Regions from separate parts of the Mus musculus genome. Here all the other regions are linked to region 2. A link is a contact called in public Hi-C data. All regions are on one chromosome and are shown on one strand. Each heading gives the region's core, a stretch centred on a gene start, on an enhancer-like site or on the middle of the called end of the contact. The rest is flanking DNA. Distances are from core to core; before and after follow the strand shown.

Region 1 (2,784 bases), core at 191-2,690, 740 kb after region 2:
GATTCCTAATTAAATATAATTAAATAAGCATTAGGAAGGAGGCTGCCGTGCCTCTCCCATATCAACCACAGTGTGCCAGAGTACCAAACCAAGAATATCATCCCCTGGGAAAGCCATACAAGCCTTTGGTGACTAAGACAGGGACACAGAGCTGGATTAAGAATTCGGCCAGAGTCTGCTGATATAGCACCAATACGAGACAGGATCCACACAGAGATGCCCATTTTGGGTGGTCATGTTGTTAGCGCCCAAAAGGACCTGCCACTAGCATGCTGGTTGACCTGAAACACTTTGTCTTACATCCCTGTTCCTCCTTTATTCCTGTAGACCTGTGCCTTATAACAAAAATGAAAAAAAAAAAACCCTACACATATTGTATTTTAAATTTTTAACACCTTTTTAAAATAGCAAAGGCAAAAACCATAAAGTAAAAACAGAAAAGTAATTTTACTCATATATTTAATGAAACCCAGTGTATCTGAAATAGTATCCCACAAGGCAGTCTATATGAAACGTTGGTTAAGTAGATATCAGTCTTCCAGTTATGTATTATTTATTAACCATAAGTCTGGGACCTGGTGTTTATACGCTGGCAGTTCCTCTCCATATAGACTTTACTTTCGGTGTATAGGAAGCAATGAATGTATTGGCTGACCAGAGCTAACGCAAAAGCCAGAGTCAAGAGCAGAGTGTAGAAGCTGGAGGGGGGGGGGGGTCTAGCTCACATACACTGTGCCTCTTTCTGTCATTAGCGCCCAGGAAATATGACATTAATAGAAGGCGGCTTCCCTAGAGAGGACAGCTATCCAGAGCTCCTAGCTATTGTGTCTTCCCTTTCAGACCTCTCCCACGAGAACATTAGGACATTAGTGTTGGAGGGGGGACACGTGTGGAGCACTCCTAGTCAAGGAACTATGGGGCAACTGATGGCTGCTGGTGGAGGAGAGGCCATTTTTCTTCAGCAAGATAGCGACTGGTAAATTGTCCATACCCCAGTAATCCCCTTTGCTACGCTCATGCAGACATCCTGATTCAACTCAGCAGGACACAGAAAGGGGAGAAAAGTAGACACGGAAGTGGGGTTGGGGGCGTTGCGAAGAAACCGGAAGTGTACAGAGAGCACAGGGAATGGATAAGACAGGGCAAGGGGTGAACATGACCAAAATACATTGTATCCACTCAAGATAAATAACAGGAAACAACAGAAGTAGCAAAACCCAGGGTGCAGGGGCTGTTGCAGTCCTTGGTAGTGCTCTGGGAACAAAGGCCAGCTAGGCCCGACTCTCCCAGCTCAGCCCTAAAGCAATCAGTGGCTCCCAAGATTAAAATTCACCCACGGCCAAATTCTGTTATAAACAGCAGCTCTGCTCCACCTGGGGCCTGGAAGCCGGCAGATGCAGCTCCTCTCCTGGGCATACAGTGATGGAAACCCCTCCTCGCTCCGACGCCCCCAGCCTTTAAATCAGCCGTGATTCCGGCCTGACACCGAGTTACGGCACGTTTACAGAGCCTCTGTAGGGCTCTCTAAATTTTGTGGCCATGGCTCATTCTCACCCAGCAATCCAAATAAAAATAGCGCTATTGATCACAAAGCCATCGATAACGTCAGCCCTGAAGCTGCACGTGTCCATCTTTAATTGCCTCTTCCCTTTTATGTCTCCAGATATTACCATACAAGTCTGGGAGGCCAGTGGCCTCAGGTTGTGAAGAAAAGAGACCTGTGCTAGGCATAAGGGAGTGGGACTCTCATTTGGGGCCCTGTGTTAGAATCTGTCAGGAAATGTCACCCAATTATGCTTAATTTCTCATTGTTCCCCCCCCTGACCCCCACCCTTTCTCCTCCAAGCAATTAAGCTTCTTTGCTGTAACAGAGAAGCAAAGTGGCGATGCCCAATAAATTAATCAAGAAATAAGGAATGAAGGCCGTGCGCACTGGAGCTGGGTGTTTGCACATCACACATGTGGGGCTCCAGATGTTGAGACTTAATTTTTACCGCTATAAAAACTAAGAAAGAGGAAACTAGATGCTGTTCCAACTGACAGCCAGCCCTCCCTGCAGCACTGAGATGGCCCTGCAGCTTCTGGAATGCCCCCACCCCCACCCCCCAGGACCTGGTGGTAAAGAAAGGCTCCCCTTCAGGGTCTCGGGCGTGTGTTTTTCTGGCGTCCATGCAATTGTGTTCAACGTGAAGTGAAGTGATCGGCTCTGCTATTCGACAAGAAAGCTGCAAAATCAAAATTAACACATGCTTCATTAAACGCCTGCCAAGAGCAGCAGAGCCGTCTCCTTGGCACGCAGCCTTCCTTCCTGATAGAGGAATCATAAAGTTTCATTACATTTGAGAAAACAGGCACGGGGAATCTGAAGATGCCTATTGGTTGTGGGGTAAATCACAGGTAATTGAGACTATCATAAATTACCCACAGCCAGATCATTTAAAAAGAGAAATCATTAAAGTTCTCTTAAATATCTTTACTGAAAACAAATTTTCCTTAAAGTGCGGCCTCGTTTTAATTTGTTTGATGTGTTAGGGGATCCCACAAGCTAAGGAGGGGCATGGGACAAGCTTAAGTAGGCATCCTCCAGATGCCCTTCCGGACTCGAGGGTGTAGCTTAGTGCTTTCCTAGCATCGTAAGACCCCAGCAGTGCATGAAGCAGGCCTGGTAGCCCACATCTATAACCTCAGAAGGTGGAGACAGGAGGATCAGAAGTTCAAGGTCGTCTTCTCCACACAGTGATTTAGAGGCCAACCTGGGCTATTTGACAACCTGTCTTTAAAAAA
Region 2 (2,939 bases), core at 7-2,506:
TTGGATGCAAGTGACAAACTCGAAATGGACCCGGTTCAGTGAGAAGCTGGGAAGAAAGGACACATACCTATCAGGAGGGGACGGGTACAGACCTTTCTGGGATAAGAATAGAAAGCCCACCTCCCCCAAGTGCCACCACATTCCCCACGGGACTTCTAGGGAGTTGGGGGTGTGGAGAAGCAGCTGTCTTCCTATAGTCTCCAGGACCAGAAGGGAGAAAGAAAAGGAATTTTCCCCTCAAATCCAACCGGTGAGTCCCAAAAGAGGATACAGACAAACTGCGTTTGGCATTTGGCTCTCCTAAGCCAGATGCTGAATGTGTGGGTGTTAGATGACAAAGAGAAACGGCAGTGAGCCCCCCCCCCCTTAATAAAGATCTCTGACAGTAGTGTGTGTGTGTGTGTGTGTGAGAGAGAGAGAGAGACAGAGAGAGAGACAGAGAGAGAGAGAGACAGAGAGAGAGAGACAGAGACAGAGACAGAGAGAGAGAGAGAGAGAGAGAGAGAGAGAGAGAGAGTTTGAATTACCATCATGTAAACACTGGAAGATCTATTTACTGTCAAATTCTAGATTTTTCTCATAGAGACCAGAGCTGGCTTTCTCCCTGTATAGGAGCTAAGATTACCCGGATGATAGTTTGGTTTTTGCATTTGTTTTGTTTTGTTTTGTTTTGTTTTGTTTTGTTTTGTTTTGTTGGGTTTTGTCCTTCCTTCCTTCCTTCCTTCCTTCCTTCCTTCCTTCCTTCCTTCCTTCCTTCCTTCCTCCCTCCCTCCCTCCCTCCCTCCCTCTTTCTTTCTCTCTCAGTTCTGAAGCAAAGCTCAGTCCTTAGCAGCAGGACTCAGGTGTGAGGGACCAGAGAATCTGAGTGCCGCATGCTACTGCCTCTTCTGGGCAGGCTGCAGCGCCCGCTCCTCTGTCTCTGATTTACATTTGTTTTTCTGAACGGCTTTTTTTTTCTTTTTCTTTTTCTTTCTTTCTTTCCTTCCATGTGCTTCCTAAAAACACGGTTCTGAGGGAGAGCTGGGGTGTTTTGAAGTTGGGAGGGTGGTTGCTGACCATATCCACGTTCCTTCTCACAGGGACCCTCACCCCATCCCCCGGTCTTCTCTTTTCCCATCTCTCACCCTGCTCTCTGCAATGCTCAGCTTCTCTGGGTCTCAGCCTCCTACGAGGCCCCTGCCTATACTCCTGTCCTTATTCCTCTGGGGGTCATCATTCTTCCTTCAGTACATCTGGGTGGCATTTACGTGAAAGCAGCAAAAAGGAACAAACAAGCAAGGGTCGCCTGCGTGCTCAGACTGTAAGCTTCGCCTGCTCTGCAGGGGTCCAGCCGAGGCTGGCAGTACAAACCCTGCTGGCGATTAGCCTGCTCCTGGTTTAGCCATTTGAACTTCAAAAAATATAAACTAAGACCCAGCAAGGTGTCCGGGTTCGGAGCAGACCCGGGGTGCAGTGGAGGGGGTCCAATCACCCGCCGGGGATCAGGTCCTGCCAGGTCCTGGGCAGCCTGCAGCTCCTGCTGCAGTCGGCGCTGGCTATTCCTCGCAGGCAGCTGTAGGGGGCGCCGTTGAAGCTTGGTAGACGATTTTCCAGCAAATACAGAGTCATGCTTCGCTTTTTTTTTTTTCCCCCGGATAATAAATCCACAGAGCTTGTTTTTAACCCCCACCAGAGGTTAAAGTAGTTTCATAAAAAGTTTTTGGTAAATTCATGGGTAACTTTTTGAGGTTATGTGAGGTTGTTGTCAAAAAAATAAAAAGAAAGGGAAAGAGAAAAACAGCTTTTAGCTGTTGTTCCCTCTCTGCTCATGTAAGACCAGAGTCACAGGAGGGCGGATGGGAGGGGGATTGGAGCTTGGTGTTTTTCCAGAACAGTCCATGCACAGCCGCAGCTCCCTAGTCCCCCCGGAAGCCTAGCGATGGGGCTGGGGGTCGTGGGTGGCTGCGTAGGGTCTGCTCTGCACCCCAGCCTGCAGCCACCTGCCAGACAGCTGCCCCCGAGTTCCTGCCGGCGCCGGGGATGCAGTGCTGCAGTCTTCTCGATTTTTCTACAGCTCCCAGCCCGCAGACCCCTGCCCAAAGCGAGTCAGGGTGTAGAGAGAGCTGGTCGGGGGTCTTTGCATGCATTTCCCGAGTGGCAGTCAGAGTAGGGGTTAAACGGATTAAGAAGTTTATCCAATTGATAGGGAAGGAGACTGGAGGAGGCAGAGGGAAACAGCGCAGTTAAGGGAGGGGGCGTCGCACATTAACTATGATTCAGAGACTCAAATGCACCGAGTTCGTTTTTCATCTGCCTTTAGCTAGAAGAGAAAAATAAGGAAATTATAGAAAATTGAGACGCTAACATCCCTAAGAGCACTGTGCGCCCGGGGGTGCTTTAATGAACACTTAATAATTTCAAATGTTCGTGCTCAGAGGTGGCTTTGTCCGTCTCCAGCATGTCAGGTGCCTCGTAGCCATCAAAAGCTAATGCCTTTGGGCTGGGACAAAAAAAACAAAAAACAAAACAAAACTGAAAGTTAAAAACAAACAAACAAACAACATTTTAAGAGTTTTAGCAGAGAGGGGGCTATCTAGGAACCTATCTTTTCATCCACTATGAACTTGGGCACGACTCCCTGCCAGTGAGGATGGGGAGGTGGGTAACCTTGGCAGCCACCTCTGACCCCAAAGGCCATATCGAAACTCAGGTGAGGAAAAACATTTGGCGGAAACCCTCAAATGCGGAAGCAGGAAGCTGCTTGTTGTTGGAGCTGATTCTCTGAGCTCCCTGCCAGCATCCAAGGTTGAGGTGAAGGCCAACAGGAGAGGGGAACCTTGTCTGGAGGTTGGGGACCTTAAGCAGAGCACCAGTGACTTTTTGAGCTCCCTCTGGAACATCCATCAGAGATGTACATGAAGCATAAATACCCTAGCCTTCTCTGTGTCGCACTAGGGACC
Region 3 (2,877 bases), core at 329-2,828, 880 kb after region 2:
TACATGGCAGTAGGGAGGGAGGTTAGCCCTGTGGGGATGACAGTAGGTGTCGAGGACACAGCCATGGCTGAGCGAGCCTCTGAGGCTTGAAGCAACCATGCCAACGTTCATCATCAAATTTAAATCTTTTAATAAAGTTAAACAGCCTGAAAAATGTTCTCACTGGTTATTAAAGTCAACCAACGGGACTATAGTTCCAAAGAAAAGACATGTGGGAGAGAGGAGAGAGGAACAAAGCAGGGGTGAAGCCCAGCCTGCTGCGTACTCCCAATACCCCCTCCCTCATCCCTCCATTGTGCCTCCTATACGGAGCACCGAAGCTCTGGCTGTCTGCAGCAGCGTCCAGCCAAGGCTCCCTACACCCCAGATGTGTCTGCCTCTCTGTTTCTTGATTGCAGAAGGGGGCTGGCTGGGGATCTCTGCCACATGTCCTCCCTCGGCACTTTCATTCAAGTCTCAGACTGAATACTATCTCCTCAAGAAGACTAGCATTAGTGCCTCCCCCCAAAACATCACCCCCCCCCCTCTCTTCCACCCACCATGGCCACATGTTGATCAGTGTTAGAAGGGCTTTTAATTCATTCATGTCTATCTTCTAGACAATGTAACCCCATCTCAGCATCTTCCCGGTGGGCTCAGAAATGCCTGGGGCCGGGTGGAAAGGGCCTGAGAACATAGGTGACTCTTGAGGATACAGGGACTGGTGAAAGCCAAAGGCCACTTGTGGCCTCCCTGGTGGGAAAGACTGAAGCAGTTTCTCTGTAGCTTCCATATGGAGACATGTGGGCACAGAGAGGGGCTTGGCACAGGGCTTCACAGTAAGCAGAGGCTTGGGTCAGCTAGATCCCGGCTGGGGACAGAGGTCAGGGCGTTCTAGGAGGAATGTGGGGGCTTCTTGCTGTAACAGGGAAGGTCATTTGGAATGGCTCAGCAGGTCCTGTGCTACCTGGTTACATACGCTAAATCAGAGGGTGCTTCCGGGCTGGGCTTCGTTCGCTATGCCCACTATGGAGAGAGCTGACAGAAGAAAGCCTCTTTTAGTGAGGAGAGAAGTGGTGGGCAGAGGCCAGGGCCTCGAAACCCCCAGGCCTTGCCACCCTGGCAGAGAGAGAGACCCAGAAGCATTCTCCTTGGCAGAAGGGAAGAGCCTAGTCTCGGCTGTGAAAAAACAAAACAAAATTAATGTTCTCCACTGTGTGTGCAGTCACGTTGACAGGGAGGCAAAGCCCGTGCGGTTGATAATTTCACAGTGCAAGTCCCAGGAGAGCAAAAGAGCTTTTTTTCTTTTTAATAAAAAGTTTAGATTGTACACAGCTCTCGGAGGCCCGTTAGCTACCAGACTCTGCCTAGCAGAGGCCGTTGTTTCTTTGCTTTTCTCTAAGCGAATGTGTTTAATCTCCCAGCGGTACCACCGAGCAAAGAAGCAGTGTGTGTGTGTGTGTGTGTGTGTGTGTGTGTGTGTGTGTGTGTGTGTGTGTGTGTGTGTGCTGCTGACGCTCGCTCGGCCTCTCCGTGTGTCCTCTCCTGGGAGCCAGGGTGACTCAGGCTCTGGCTGGAGCCTCTGACGCAGGTGGAATTGCATTAGGGCCCTGGCAGGGGCTGGTGCAGGGCCATTAGTCACTGATGAGGGCTGGGGGCAGGGGTTGTTCCCACTTACAGAGGTGGGCTTCGGGTGGCAGCCGTCCACCTCCCGTCTGCTCAGAGCTAGTCACCTGAAGAGATGGAAGACCCACTTCCACAAAGGGCAGAAATCATCCGTCCACACTGGAGGACTCTCCTATAGTCCAGGCAGCCCCCTCCTCCATGCCAGCCATTCTGTGGTCATCTCTGTTTTCTCACAGAGCTCAGCCCACTCCTTCCGGCTCCTTCAGCCCCTGCTCAGCTGGGTTGTCGCCCCCTACATCTCCATCACACATTTATCAACAACATCCTGTTTATTCACTTGGATCTCCAGAACAGCAGACCTCCTGTCAGGGCCCCTGCTGGGCCTCCCGCTTGCAGTGTCACCTGGCCCTGCAGGCGGGAGCTTACCAAACACTGGCTGAATGGGTAAATGCCGCCCGCATCCTGTCTGGAGGCTCAGGATGGGCTATTAAGTATCTACAAGGCACACACTGGCTTTAAGCACTCTCCATACTGCTTTTTCAGAAAGAATGGACGGAGCCAAACGCAGACATAAGACCTGGAGGACACTTGGCTCTCTTGGGGTAGTTGGTTTTAGAGCATCGAGGGTAACTCCTGTCTCAGATCAGGAGGCCACGGGACCTGACACTGTCCCAGGCACCCCAAGGGACCGAGAGGTCCTGAACCCCTTGAAAGAGCCATAGGTCGGTCAAGCCTCCTGCCCTGGCCCTGAAGGCCTGCCCCACAGCAGGTGACTGGCAGAGGGCTCTAGGCCATCCAGCCCCCAATTAGAAAACCAACAACACTGTGCAGACTTGTTGAGGGGGGCCTCCTCCCAGTGTGTTGCCCTTCCTAGGGGGCATTTAATAATTGATATCTTAGTCCTGGGGTACCTTTTAAATCTCTTAGACTAAGGGGAGAAGTAACAAGCAAAGGAGGTCTTGTTTGTTAAAAGAAATGCAAGACACCTCAGGAGGGAGTCCGGCTTTCAGACTCTGAGCTGAAGAGGGTCAGGGCTCTGTTCCTCTCCCTCCACTTCCTTCAGAAGTTCTAGGCTAAGTAGAAAGGGAGAAGAGAATGTGGCCAGCAAGATGGGAGTGAGACTGAGGCTGGGATGGATAGGTAGTAGCTCCTCCCTGACAGTAGGCCTTGGAGAGCTGAATTCGTAGGTGGTCAGGATAAGGCTCAGAAGCAAGCTCATGTGTCACAGGTCTGGGCTTAGAGAACTGGCTGCCTGGCCAGCTTACAACAACA

Evidence for each region. A called contact is a pair of places that touch in the nucleus more often than the background predicts.
Region 1: a Hi-C map of the N1E-115 cell line shows a contact between it and region 2, with 4 times the contacts expected there. The contact joins two enhancer-like sites. A contact is called at or near these places in 1 of 484 Hi-C or Micro-C datasets (the N1E-115 cell line) and 1 of 9 other capture datasets (embryonic stem cells).
Region 3: a contact with region 2 is called in a Hi-C map of the N1E-115 cell line, with 4 times the contacts expected there. The contact joins two enhancer-like sites. A contact is called at or near these places in 1 of 484 Hi-C or Micro-C datasets (the N1E-115 cell line), 1 of 115 datasets of contacts at active chromatin or transcription factors (astrocytes) and 1 of 9 other capture datasets (embryonic stem cells).

Annotation. Positions count from the first base shown.
Region 1 is chr2:173,937,212-173,939,995 of GRCm38.p6, reverse strand. No RefSeq gene overlaps it. Among named protein-coding and RNA genes, the nearest start is that of Gm30017, 64 kb to the right of the region's middle. Within about 2 kb of position 1,440, at least 14 of the 459 cell types and tissues checked have an H3K27ac peak or open chromatin away from gene starts, as enhancers often do. A contact at or near this core is called in the N1E-115 cell line, where this site is marked.
Region 2 is chr2:174,672,783-174,675,721 of GRCm38.p6, reverse strand. The region is part of intron 3 of Zfp831 (zinc finger protein 831); the gene reads right to left. Among named protein-coding and RNA genes, the nearest start is that of Zfp831, 31 kb to the right of the region's middle. Within about 2 kb of position 1,256, at least 147 of the 459 cell types and tissues checked have an H3K27ac peak or open chromatin away from gene starts, as enhancers often do. A contact at or near this core is called in the N1E-115 cell line, where this site is marked.
Region 3 is chr2:173,789,127-173,792,003 of GRCm38.p6, reverse strand. It overlaps the pseudogene Gm14371. Among named protein-coding and RNA genes, the nearest start is that of Vapb, 53 kb to the right of the region's middle. Within about 2 kb of position 1,578, at least 109 of the 459 cell types and tissues checked have an H3K27ac peak or open chromatin away from gene starts, as enhancers often do. A contact at or near this core is called in the N1E-115 cell line, where this site is marked.